2 separate regions of the Mus musculus genome follow, and region 1 is linked to region 2. A link is a contact called in public ChIA-PET data. All regions are on one chromosome and are shown on one strand. The core of a region is the stretch at or near the end of the contact, and the rest is flanking DNA. Distances in the headings are between cores, read along the strand shown. Region 1 has its middle 21 kb from the start of Trim8. Region 2 holds the start of Taf5 (TATA-box binding protein associated factor 5).

Region 1 (5,292 bases), core at 1,678-4,177, 550 kb after region 2:
AAGCCCAGAAAGAAGGCTGGAGGGCTGGCTTGGTGTGTAAGAGCACTGGCTGTTCTTGCAAAGCACCCAGGTGCACACAGTGCACCGACATAGATACAGGCAAAACACCAATATGTGAAAAATAAAACAACAGCAATCTTTTAAAAAATTAAAAAATAAAAAAAGTTGTTTTGAAAGAAAGAACACAGGAATCCCCTTCACAAAGAACTACAGAGCAATTTCCTTCCTTAGTGTGAAGTGCGGTGTTCCAGGGACAAAAAGCCCTTGCTAAAGAAATTAAATATTAATGACAGAATTTTAGAGAGCAAATGGGGTGCAGGAGTGGGCAGAAGTCTTGGCTGGGGTACCTGAAGCTGGGGGGCTGGGGACCAAACAAACTGTTGCCTCTTCTAGTGATTGGCTGAGTGGATTCTGCTAAGTAGTCACCACAGCCACGTGCTTCCAACAAGGAGCGTGGAGCACCCAGGAAACGTGCTCCCAACAAGGAGTGAGTGTGGAGCACCCAGGAGCCGGAGCCCGCATGCAGCTTGGGCTCCTGCTGGCTCCTCGTTTGGAAGCCCTGGCTCTCCATCAGGACCATCAGTGGCTAGGAGCACCTGGAGGACAGGCCTCCAAGGCACAGTAAGGTGGGCCAGGGATGACCTCACTCGGCCTTTGGACCTTCCCCTAGCTGCTGCTCCCAAGGCCACCAGCACAGGGCGCCAAACAGGAACCAGCCCCACCCTTAAAAACAAAAGAAAGCAGCTGGGCTCAGCTGGGAGCGGGTTCTGGGCTAAGTCTGTTGCTTCCAGTCTGAACCAGAGATTGGCCAAGTTTGATCTAGGTCATTGGAGCAGCAGTCCTGACCGTCCACTCTGACTTCCCGAAGGGAGGGGAGGAAAAAGAGCGGCTTGCAGGACAGACACGCCCCCTCCACACACCCACAGCTTCTGCCTGCTGAGCAGTCTTGAAAACTAGAGCCCAAAGAGGCCTGTCATCTGTCTCCATTTTCCTCCTTCGGACCCACATTGGACAGACTTCACACACTGGCTAGCATATCCTGGCCTTTTCTTTCAGTCAGGTATCCATGTGTAGGGCACAAACTTCACATTCATCCTTAGGAATGGCTTATCTGTGTCACTAGCTCCTCCCCGCCTGCTTTCCCCATCCCATCTCCGTACACTCTTCAGAGCCCACCAGCCTCCCTCCCTGTCTTACTTGCACCAAAAGGTCAGAATCAGGGAAGAACAACAGTCCCCACATCAGCCCCCATACACAGAACGTGGCTGATCTGGGGCTTTCCAGTCCGATGGGCTGGGACTTCCCTTAAGCTCCCAGATGACAGAGCTAAAGCAGTTTCCCTGCCACAGATGGCTTTTTGGAAAAGAGGGGATCATCTTTGGTTGCCACCAGTAGCCCATCCTGAAGCCAGAAGACTGACTTAATCCAGCCCGACTCTTCCCCTCAATACACCGAGCCCCCGAGATAGATTTCATCCTGACTCGCTCTCGGCCTCTCTCCACCCTAAGACCTGCAAGAACTAGCAGGGCAGTGAGTTGGGCAGAGAGAGAGTGGGAGGGAGCAGGATTCATTCCGCGGCTGGGATATGCTGATCCAGGCAGGAGGCGGGGCCTGCACAGCTGCAGGCAGCCCCCCTGCCCTGAGCCCGTGAATGGGCATGCACCCTCCCGCCTGCCTGAACTGCTCCTGAAACAGTTGGTCCTAATGAACACTGCGCAGGCAGGGCAGCTGTGGGCATTATCCATATGCATGGGAGGTGTATATTTATCCTCACATCCCACTCCACTCTGCAGCTGCCGCCATCTCCTGTGCCAGGAGAGTGAGCGGGTACCAGGGCCCAGGCTGCTCTTCCCACCCCCACCCCACGTCCTAGCCTTCCCTGGCTAACCCACACCACAGCCTCCACTTGACCCATTTAGAGGCAGAAGTGCGTGTGTGTGTGTGTGTGTGTGTGTGTGTGCGCGCGCGTTTGTACGCACTCAAATGTGTGAGTGTATTTGAGAGCGAGTGTAAGACAGTGCGCACACATCCAGTTGGCGCTTTTGATTTCCTCTGAAGCCTCTTGATTGCAGGCACACAATGGCATCTTGCTGCCTGCCCTGCTCCCTCAGCAGCCTGGGGTTCTGTGCTGCCTCCTCCCTAGAGCTGAGATTTTTCTGCTGACTCTGGGCACAGGGTTGACAAACCAGGAAGAGAAGCCTGAACTAGGCTCCCACCCTTGACCCTGGTCCTTTCTAAGCCCCCATATCCACAGTGGCTTGTATTCCTTATCTCTCCCCACATTCTCTCCTGCTTCTGGCCCCTCCTCCCTGTGGAGGTCAGAGCTATTGTGCAAAAAGGCAGTCCCCTGCCTGAAACCTGCTTTCCAGGTTTCTAGGGCTCTCAAGCTCAAAACAAATCCTCCTCCTCCCCCTCCTCCTCCTCTTCCTTCACCCCCCTTCTTCCTTTTCTCTTCCTCTTCCTTTTCCCTTCCTCTTCCTCTTCCTCCTTCTCTTTTCAAACAGAGTCTCTATATAGCCACTGGATCACCACATGGACCCTACATTCTATTTATTATATGTAACTACACTGTAGCTGTCTTCAGACACTCCAGAAGAGTCAGATCTCCTTACGGATGGTTGTGAGCCACCATGTGGTTGCTGGGATTTGAACTCCTGACCTTCAGAAGAGCAGTCGGGTGCTCTTACCCACTGAGCCATCTCACCAGCCCGGACCCTACATTCTAAATGAGCTCTCCTCCTTGCCCTCCGCTAGAACTCCCACACCTGCTCCAAGAGTGAACGTCTCTCTCCTTTGTGCCTCTCTGTTTTATCTCTCCTTTGGGACATGATTAAGCGCCGCCTGCGTAGAAGCTGAGGGCTACCACTGCTTAGGTTAGGAACTTGGTTCTCCTGCCCTTATTCATTGAGCAAGTATCTCCGGAGCAGAAGCAAAACTCTTACAGTGGCCTCAAGTTCCCTCACTGTCTGGATGACCTCATCGTTCACTACCCTGTTCCTCCCTCACTCTTTCCAACCACATTCACCCCCTGACTCTTCCTGAAATGAACTTCTGCCGGAAAGCTGCGAGCTCATTTCTCCCGCCCGCCCTGCTTGCTATTGCTTCAAATAGCTCCGGATTTGACCCTCACATGCATACATTCTTGAAGTTTTCTTTCTTCCTTCCTTTCATTCTTTTTCTCTTTCCTTCCTTCTTTCTTTCTCTCTTCCTCTCTCTCTCTCTCTCTCTCTCTCTCTCTCTCTCTCTCTCTCTCTCTCTTTCTTTCTTTTTGACAGTGTTTTCTCTGCTTAGCCCTGACTGTCCTATCCTAGAACTTGCTCTGTAGACCAGGCTGGCCTCAAAATCAGAGGTCTGCCTGCCTCTTCCTCCCAAGTGCTGGCATTGAAAGTGTGTGCTACTATCACCCCAGTATTTTTGAAGTTTTCTGCTCAGTAGAGCCTACCTACCTAGCTCCCTGTATAAGAACCTACAGACCACCCCCCTCCTTCTCATAGCCCCACCCCCTAACTCACTTTCATTTTCCTTGGTGGTATTTGCTGCTAACCCATGATTACTTATTTACTGTTGTCATCTGCCTCTTCCTCATTAGATTATCAGCTCTAAGATGGGCAGAGGTCATGTTCAGTGGCATTCTAACACTGGAGTGATGCCCAAGACCAAAAGGATCTCAGTGGATATTTGCTGCCTGAATGAATGAATGAATGAATGGCACAGTGCTAGACTCTGAACCATCAAAGATGACTAATATTGCATGTTTTCACAGGGAGTCATATCCTAGCTGGAAATGTAAGCCCTAAAGTTTGTACCCTGACATTTAAGCCACAATTAGATTTTTTTTTTTTTTCAAGATAGGGTTTCTGTGTAGTTCTGGCTATCCTGGAACATACTCTGTAGCCCAGACTGGCCTCAAACTCACAGAGATCCTCCTGCCTCCTGAGTACTGGGACTAAAGGTGTGCACCACTACCACCGGCTTTTTCTTTGTCTTTTTCTTCTTTAACTTGTGTATAAGTATGAGCAGAGTCTCTGGCCTGGAGCTAGAGTCACAGAGACGATATGCTCTGAATCCTGGGGCCAGTTCTCTAGCCCTGTGAATCACAGTTAGACTGTGAAGGAAGGCAACAGCATGCACAGGAAATGAACCTTTGACCTACAAAGAAGGAAGGGTCTGAAGCCCAAAGCCACTGGGACCTGGGACCATGTGGACTGTTGGTAGACTGATCCTAAGTATATGGTTTAGTGGGTAAAACCTGGAGTGCCACAGCTGGCAGGGAGGGTTCACTGGTAGATCCCTATTAGGCTACAAGCTGTCCATTTGCATCCATGCCTCCTCCTGTATGATGCCCTGCAGCAGGGACGCATATGGACAGTGTTTGATACCAACATCCAACTGACAAACAGGACATCCATATGTCACATGACTCCCCGCCATTTTGTTCCCCTAGGTAGACCAGAAATCCACATGACTTTTTTTTTTTTTTTTTTTTGGTTTTTTGAGACAGGGTTTCTCTGTGTAGCCCTGGCTGTCCTGGAACTCACTCTGTAGACCAGGCTGGCCTTGAACTCAGAAATCTGCCTGCCTCTGCCTCCTGAGTGCTGGGATTAAAGGCATGCGCCACCACCGCCCGGTTTCCACATCACTCTTAACACAAGGCCCTTCACAAACTGTCCCCTTATTCTAGTTCTGACATGTGATGTGAGATGGTGCCTGTCACCCCTCACCTCCATTCTATAAACGACACATCATCCCACATACCACCCCTGTGTTACCTCAATGTAAATAATGAAAAGTAACTCGGGGCACAGAGCAGATGGGTTCCTTTTCAAGGAAGACCCAATTACTGAAGATCTAACTCGAGAAGTCATAAATAGCCGAGTTTGCTGCAGTTGAGAGAAATTAAGCACACAGCAATTAAAGAAAACTGGTCTCCTGTGGAGGGGATAGGCAAAGGCCCTCAGTGCAGAACTCTGAGGTAAGTCCACAGTCCACTGTATGGCCAGAAGCAGCCCTGGGCCTTCTTGGGTGGGTCCAGTCACCAGATGTGTATTTTCACTGTGGGAGAGATAGATGTCTTCCACATGGAAGACGGTTGCCAGCCATCTGCCAGGGTGAGTTCCTCAAGACTACTGGAACCCATCTTGCTGTGATCTTACAGTGTTTAGGATTCCGTGTGGTGGAATTCATCCTGCCCTGAAGGAGAAGGCTTTGGGGAGCAGGTGGAAAAGAGAGAGAAAAACATAAGGAAGATGTGAGTGCTGTCTGCTCTCTCTCAGGCCAGGCCTCTCTGGCTTG
Region 2 (5,255 bases), core at 2,449-4,948:
TCTTTCCGTCTCTGTAGTTACAGGTATGCTCTTCTCCTCCACTGGCTAATTCCTAGCAGCCCTTCCTCAGTTCTCGTTTCAGGACTGTTTCCTCTGGAGGATCAATCCTGCCTGTGTGTCAGGTTCATGCTGCCCAAGGCACCTGTCCTTCTGATTTACATTTGTGTGGTTACAGATGTGTGTGCTTATACATACATAGATAGATAAAGACGTTAAGATTCACATACTTCTCAAAGAATGATTTTGCTTCATTTTCATGTTGATTATAAACTAGCTCCAAGTACATATGTACAAACAGAGGATAAAAGAGTTGGGATAACTCTGCTCGATGGCAGTCCAGAGAACATTCAATGAAGTGTTTCAGTCCACTGTAGTATTCTTCATACATTGTAGGGTCTCCTTGTTGGTTGTAGGCCGACAAGACAGCACTGACGTCTGGCTGGTCTTCCACAGCTACACTTGCAACTGTTTAAAAAATGAATGACAACTTTTAAGAAAATGATCTAATTGCACCAAGCAGATGAGGTTTTGCTAAGGCCCCAGGGACGACTGTTTCTCAGAATTGTCCCTGTCCTCTCTACTTCTCTTCCGCAACACAACCACGCATCTTTTCCTTTTTTAGTTTTGTATTACATTTGCTTATTTTGTGTATATGTGTGGCTGTGATGAGGCTAGCAGGCAGACAAGCCATAATAGTTATATGGAGGGCAGAGGACACAGTCAGTAGACAGTTCTCTCCTTCCATGATGGAGGTTTCCAGGACCTATCTCAGTTTGTCAAGCTTGGTGGCAAGTACCTTTACCTGCAAGCTCACAGTCACAAAACCTTTTAATACGACTCAGAATGTTTTTGAGTAGCCCAAGTCAAAACTCGTTCAGTTTGACTTTATCTTACATTTTTAAATCAATAACAAGAACAGTCAACATTTTTTCCTGGAATTGTGTTATTCTAAAGACAAAATGTGCATACAGGATTGGGAATGTGCAAAAGACTTGTCTAGCATGCACAGGCCCGAGGTTGAACTCCCAACACCACCAAATAAATAAATAAATGGATGTGCAAAGGTACCAGTTATGTTAATCTTCTCTTAAGGCTCAGTGCAAACAGCATACATCACACTCCAGTGCCTTGTATATAAATCCTGTACCATCAGTCCTGTGATACCCTCATGTTCAACATCAATCACCTTATATAAAATATCAGCATCTCAGGGGAAAGGGGAACATTTGTTATAGCTCTGGAATATAAAAGGCTACAACTCAACTGCATGTACTGAAAGCAAGTTCTATAACCAATCACTGCAAGGTAGAAAGCCTGAGTATTTGTTTGCAGTATAGCAATACAAAACAATAATGCTTTTTTAAAAATCAAATTAGAGTTTGGATGTTGAAAATTTTGGCAAACTACAGTTATAGTGTTATATCCTGTTATGTTCTTTAAAAAGTGATTATACTACTCTTTATTGAGAAAATTATAATTAAGGTTATAATTTTGTAGTCATTCTCATGGTCTCTTTTTCTCCTTGGTTTCTTGAGTATGATCTAAAAGAATAAGTCAAGTTTCTTGACAGATGAGAGATATTAGAAAAATAGTATAATAATATAAATTGTTACTATACAGTCACAAAATTTAGCATATAGAAAAGACCCTCCTCAGTTACATTTTCCACATATTTTTACTTATCACCCCCTTCCCCCATTACTATATTTAGCTGGGGATGGCTTTCTCACAGTAATTCTCCTTCCTGCCTCAGCATCCCAAGTGCTGGCATTATAAACAAGACACAGTTCTATTTATGGATCACAGTGTCATGTGTTCAAACTCCCTGTCTGGCAATGCTCTCACTGAAACAGATTAACATGTCTAGAACCACTAACCTGGATAACTTAATTCAATAGTTACTGATCTCCTGAGTTTAATTTTTTTAAAGATTTATTTATTATTATACATAAGTACTCCATAGCTGTCTTCAGACACCAGAAGAGGGAATCAGATCTCATTACAGATGGTTGTGAGCCACCATGTGGTTGCTGGGATTTGAACTCAGGACCTTCGGAAGAGCAGTCGGTGCTCTTAACCACTGAGCCATCTCTCCAGCCCCGAGTTTAAAATTTTTAAGTTTGGTGTATATTAAAGACAAGTTTCAGGTAGCTGGGACTCTCCTTCCACCGTGTCGGTTCTGAGGACCCAACTCAGGGGATCATACATGGCAGCAAGCGTCTTCATCCGAAAGTGTTTTACGATATGGATTTGTGACAAGTTTCTGGGAGAAACGTGGACATGGGTTGTCAGTAACTGGAGTCAGGAACTAAACTTTCAGAACTAGGCACATTACTCATTACATCTTAGACTCGTAATAACTTACTTAGTAAAAAGGCAAAATAAAATAAAATAACCCCCCCAAAAAAAAACCTTTAACTGACATCACACAAGAAAAAGCAACAGAGACAAAAAGGTCTGCCCCACTCCTGCCCGTAGACTTAAGAGTTTTCAAAAGCTCTGCAAGGCAGATTCCCAGACTCTGCCCTTACAGAGTTTAATAAGCCTTAAGTGATGCTCAGAAATCCTCTAAAACACTTAACACCAGCGGTTCTCAGCCCACATTCTAAGAAACACTTACAACCTCCACTCTGGAGGTGTTATCCAAAGCAAGCCCTTCCGGCTTTGCTCAAAAAGTCCGTTGTCTCGTCTCAAAAGGAGAGATGAGAACTATACAGTTGTGAAAAATCAAGACACGGAAAGTACCTGCTGTACAATAGTAGTATGGGAATGTGACAGTACGATACTCGTGTTCACGCGAACCCAATCCTAGGTTCCTAAGTCTAAGTAAGAGCAGAAACCCCGAAACCCCTAAGGTTCCCCTCTTCTGTCAATCCCCGGTCCCTGGCGCCTCCCTCGACTCCACAGCCCTGCTGCTCAGCCTCTGGCTGGAACTGACAGCTCAGAAGAGGGTTTGACTGCGCAGCCGGCGCAGGAGCGAAAGGGGCGGGCGTGTGGCCCTAGAGGCGGGCCCAGGAAATTCAAAACAAGCCCGCAGAGGTGCAGGCCCGCCAGCCCTCGCCTTCCCGGCTAGCTCCCCTTCCAGCCGGCGCTCCTCAGCCCGGGAGCCCGAGACTCACCCTTTCCCGGAGCCGCAGGACCTGAGGCTGAACCCGAGAACACCGAGGTCACCGAGGCGCCCGTCCCCGGAGGCTCGGGGGCCGCAGAGCCGGGAACTGAAGCGGTGACCCGGCTGAGAAGCGCGCTGGCCGCCTCCGCGCCGGCCCCGTCCAACTCTCCCGGAGCTCCGGAGCCCGCCACCGCCTCCTCCAGCAGCCGGGCCTCCCGGCGCAGCGCCTCTTCGGCCTCGCGGAGGTTGCTCTGCCGGAGGAATTGCAGCACGGCCAGGAGGGTCTGTCGGTCGTGGGGAGCGCCGGCCTCCGCCGGAGCGGCGGGCACCGGGGCCGCCCCCGCCGGGGCAGCGGCGGAGACAGCCACCCCAGGCTTGGGGGTCCCGCCGTCCCCGCCGGCCGCCGCTGCCACTGCCACATTCCCGCCGCCGCCGCCGTTGGGGCCGTTGTTGGGAGTGCCGCCGCTCCCCTCGCCTGCGCCGTCGCCAGCCTGCGGAGGTAGCAGCGTCGGCGGTCCCTCAGGCTCTAGCTTGACCGCCACCTCCGTCTGCTCCTCCGCCAGCGCCGCCATCTTGCGGCTGAGCCACCTCGCGCCGTCAAGCGTGACTGCGTTTTCGCCACATGGAGGGCGGGGGTAGGGCGTTTCACGACAGCCGGGGCAGGCCATTTACGGCAGTGGGAGGAGCTAGCGAGGAGAAAAGGCACGAGAAAGAGCTACTTTCAAAACCGAGCGAAAGGCAGGCAGGAAGTGGGAGTTGCTTACCGTCAGTCTCTATTGCATTTGCCTGCTAATTACCGTTTATTGCATTCAGGCGATGAGATAGCCGTTTTATATTATACGAGCTCTTTTAATTCAACAAGTTTAAAGGTGCTAATCCCTGGAGTCTTTACAGACGGCTTAACCAGAATCCAAAGAGGTTAAATACCATGCTAAAATCACACGCGAAGAAAACGATTCACGCCCAGGTATTTAATTCAAAAGCACATAGCATTTATCAGAAAGAGGCCTCCTAGTTACTGGAAAGGCTCTCTGATGCTGTGGGCTGAGCAGTGGTTACTTTTTCAGTTTTTCTTTCTTTCTTTTTTTTTTTTTTTTTTTGGTTTGGTTTGTTTTTTCGAGACAGGGTTTCTCTATAGAGCCCTGGCTGTTCTGGAACTCACTTTGTAGACCAGGCTGGCCTCGAACTCAGAAATCCGCTGAGTGCTGCGATTAAAGGCGTGCGCCACCACGCCCGGCTCTTTTTCACTTTTTATTCCTGTAAAAATCTAGCTTTGTGAACTTTACAGTATATGTTATATCGTTTATTTTTTTTAAAAAAGCCTTTAAGCTGGATGTAGTTTCTAAAAATAAATTTAAGCCGAAGATAGAGGTCACAGGATCGCCTCAGCAAGTTCTAGATCAGTCAGGGCTACACTGTCTCCGGAGACCTTGTCTCCAACAAGAACAAGAACAACAAAACCAAAACCAACAACAAAATCAACTATAAAGTTAAAGAGAAAAAAAAGTTAATTTCTTCTCATTCCTTGTTACCAAATAAACCATTTCTGTCCTAAGGAAAAAATTTTTTTTCCTTTTTAAAGAAAAGATTAAGGCAGGGTCTTATGCACGCAGGCTGGCCTTGAACCTGCTGTGAAGTTAAGGGGGACCTTGAATTTCTGGTCCTCCTGCCTTCACCTTCCAAGTGTAGGGGTCCAGCTAAAAAGTTTTTATATAGACGTTTTTATGACTAAAATGTTTCTACTGTGTATTAATTACCCATTGTTACTATTTTGTTGTTGTTTGGGGCAGTACTAGGAAGTGAACCTCACCCTGCCTCTTGAATCCTAGGCAGTGTTCTGCTGCTGGGCTACAACAGCAGCCCTTACTTGGAAGGAGATGGGAAGAAGGTGTCTGACTTGGGGAAGTATGGCCACCTTTGTCCTCTCTACGCGGGTCTCTGAGAGTCCAGCGTCCACGTTGTGCTTTAGCTGAGGCTAATGACTTCAAGTACAGTGTTTCCTGTTTCACCAGAAGAAATAAAGTCACTGGGTGCCTAGGAGACCCTTTTGTTATCTTGTTTCTGTCTTCTTCCTTTCTGCTCCCTGCTCCCAGGGTCCTTAATCATTCAGATTCTGCGTCAGTCTGGGTCTTTGAAGGGCGCCCAC

What was found. ChIA-PET counts read pairs in DNA pulled down with a chosen protein or histone mark.
Region 1: a contact with region 2 is called in an RNA polymerase II ChIA-PET map of memory CD8 T cells, with 8 read pairs. The contact joins the enhancer-like site here to the promoter of Taf5 in region 2. A contact is called at or near these places in 1 of 39 promoter capture datasets (hippocampal neurons), 4 of 115 datasets of contacts at active chromatin or transcription factors (bone marrow-derived macrophages, effector CD8 T cells, memory CD8 T cells and 1 more) and 2 of 9 other capture datasets (adipose tissue and embryonic stem cells).

The regions. Positions count from the first base shown.
Region 1 is chr19:46,520,321-46,525,612 of GRCm38.p6, reverse strand. No RefSeq gene overlaps it. Among named protein-coding and RNA genes, the nearest start is that of Trim8, 21 kb to the right of the region's middle. Within about 2 kb of position 2,927, at least 206 of the 459 cell types and tissues checked have an H3K27ac peak or open chromatin away from gene starts, as enhancers often do. A contact at or near this core is called in adipose tissue, bone marrow-derived macrophages, memory CD8 T cells and 1 more, where this site is marked.
Region 2 is chr19:47,066,191-47,071,445 of GRCm38.p6, reverse strand. It overlaps Taf5 (TATA-box binding protein associated factor 5), which reads right to left and starts at 3,698. Exons shown (of 11, transcript NM_177342.3): 1 at 3,120-3,698; 2 at 228-465. The coding sequence starts at 3,681.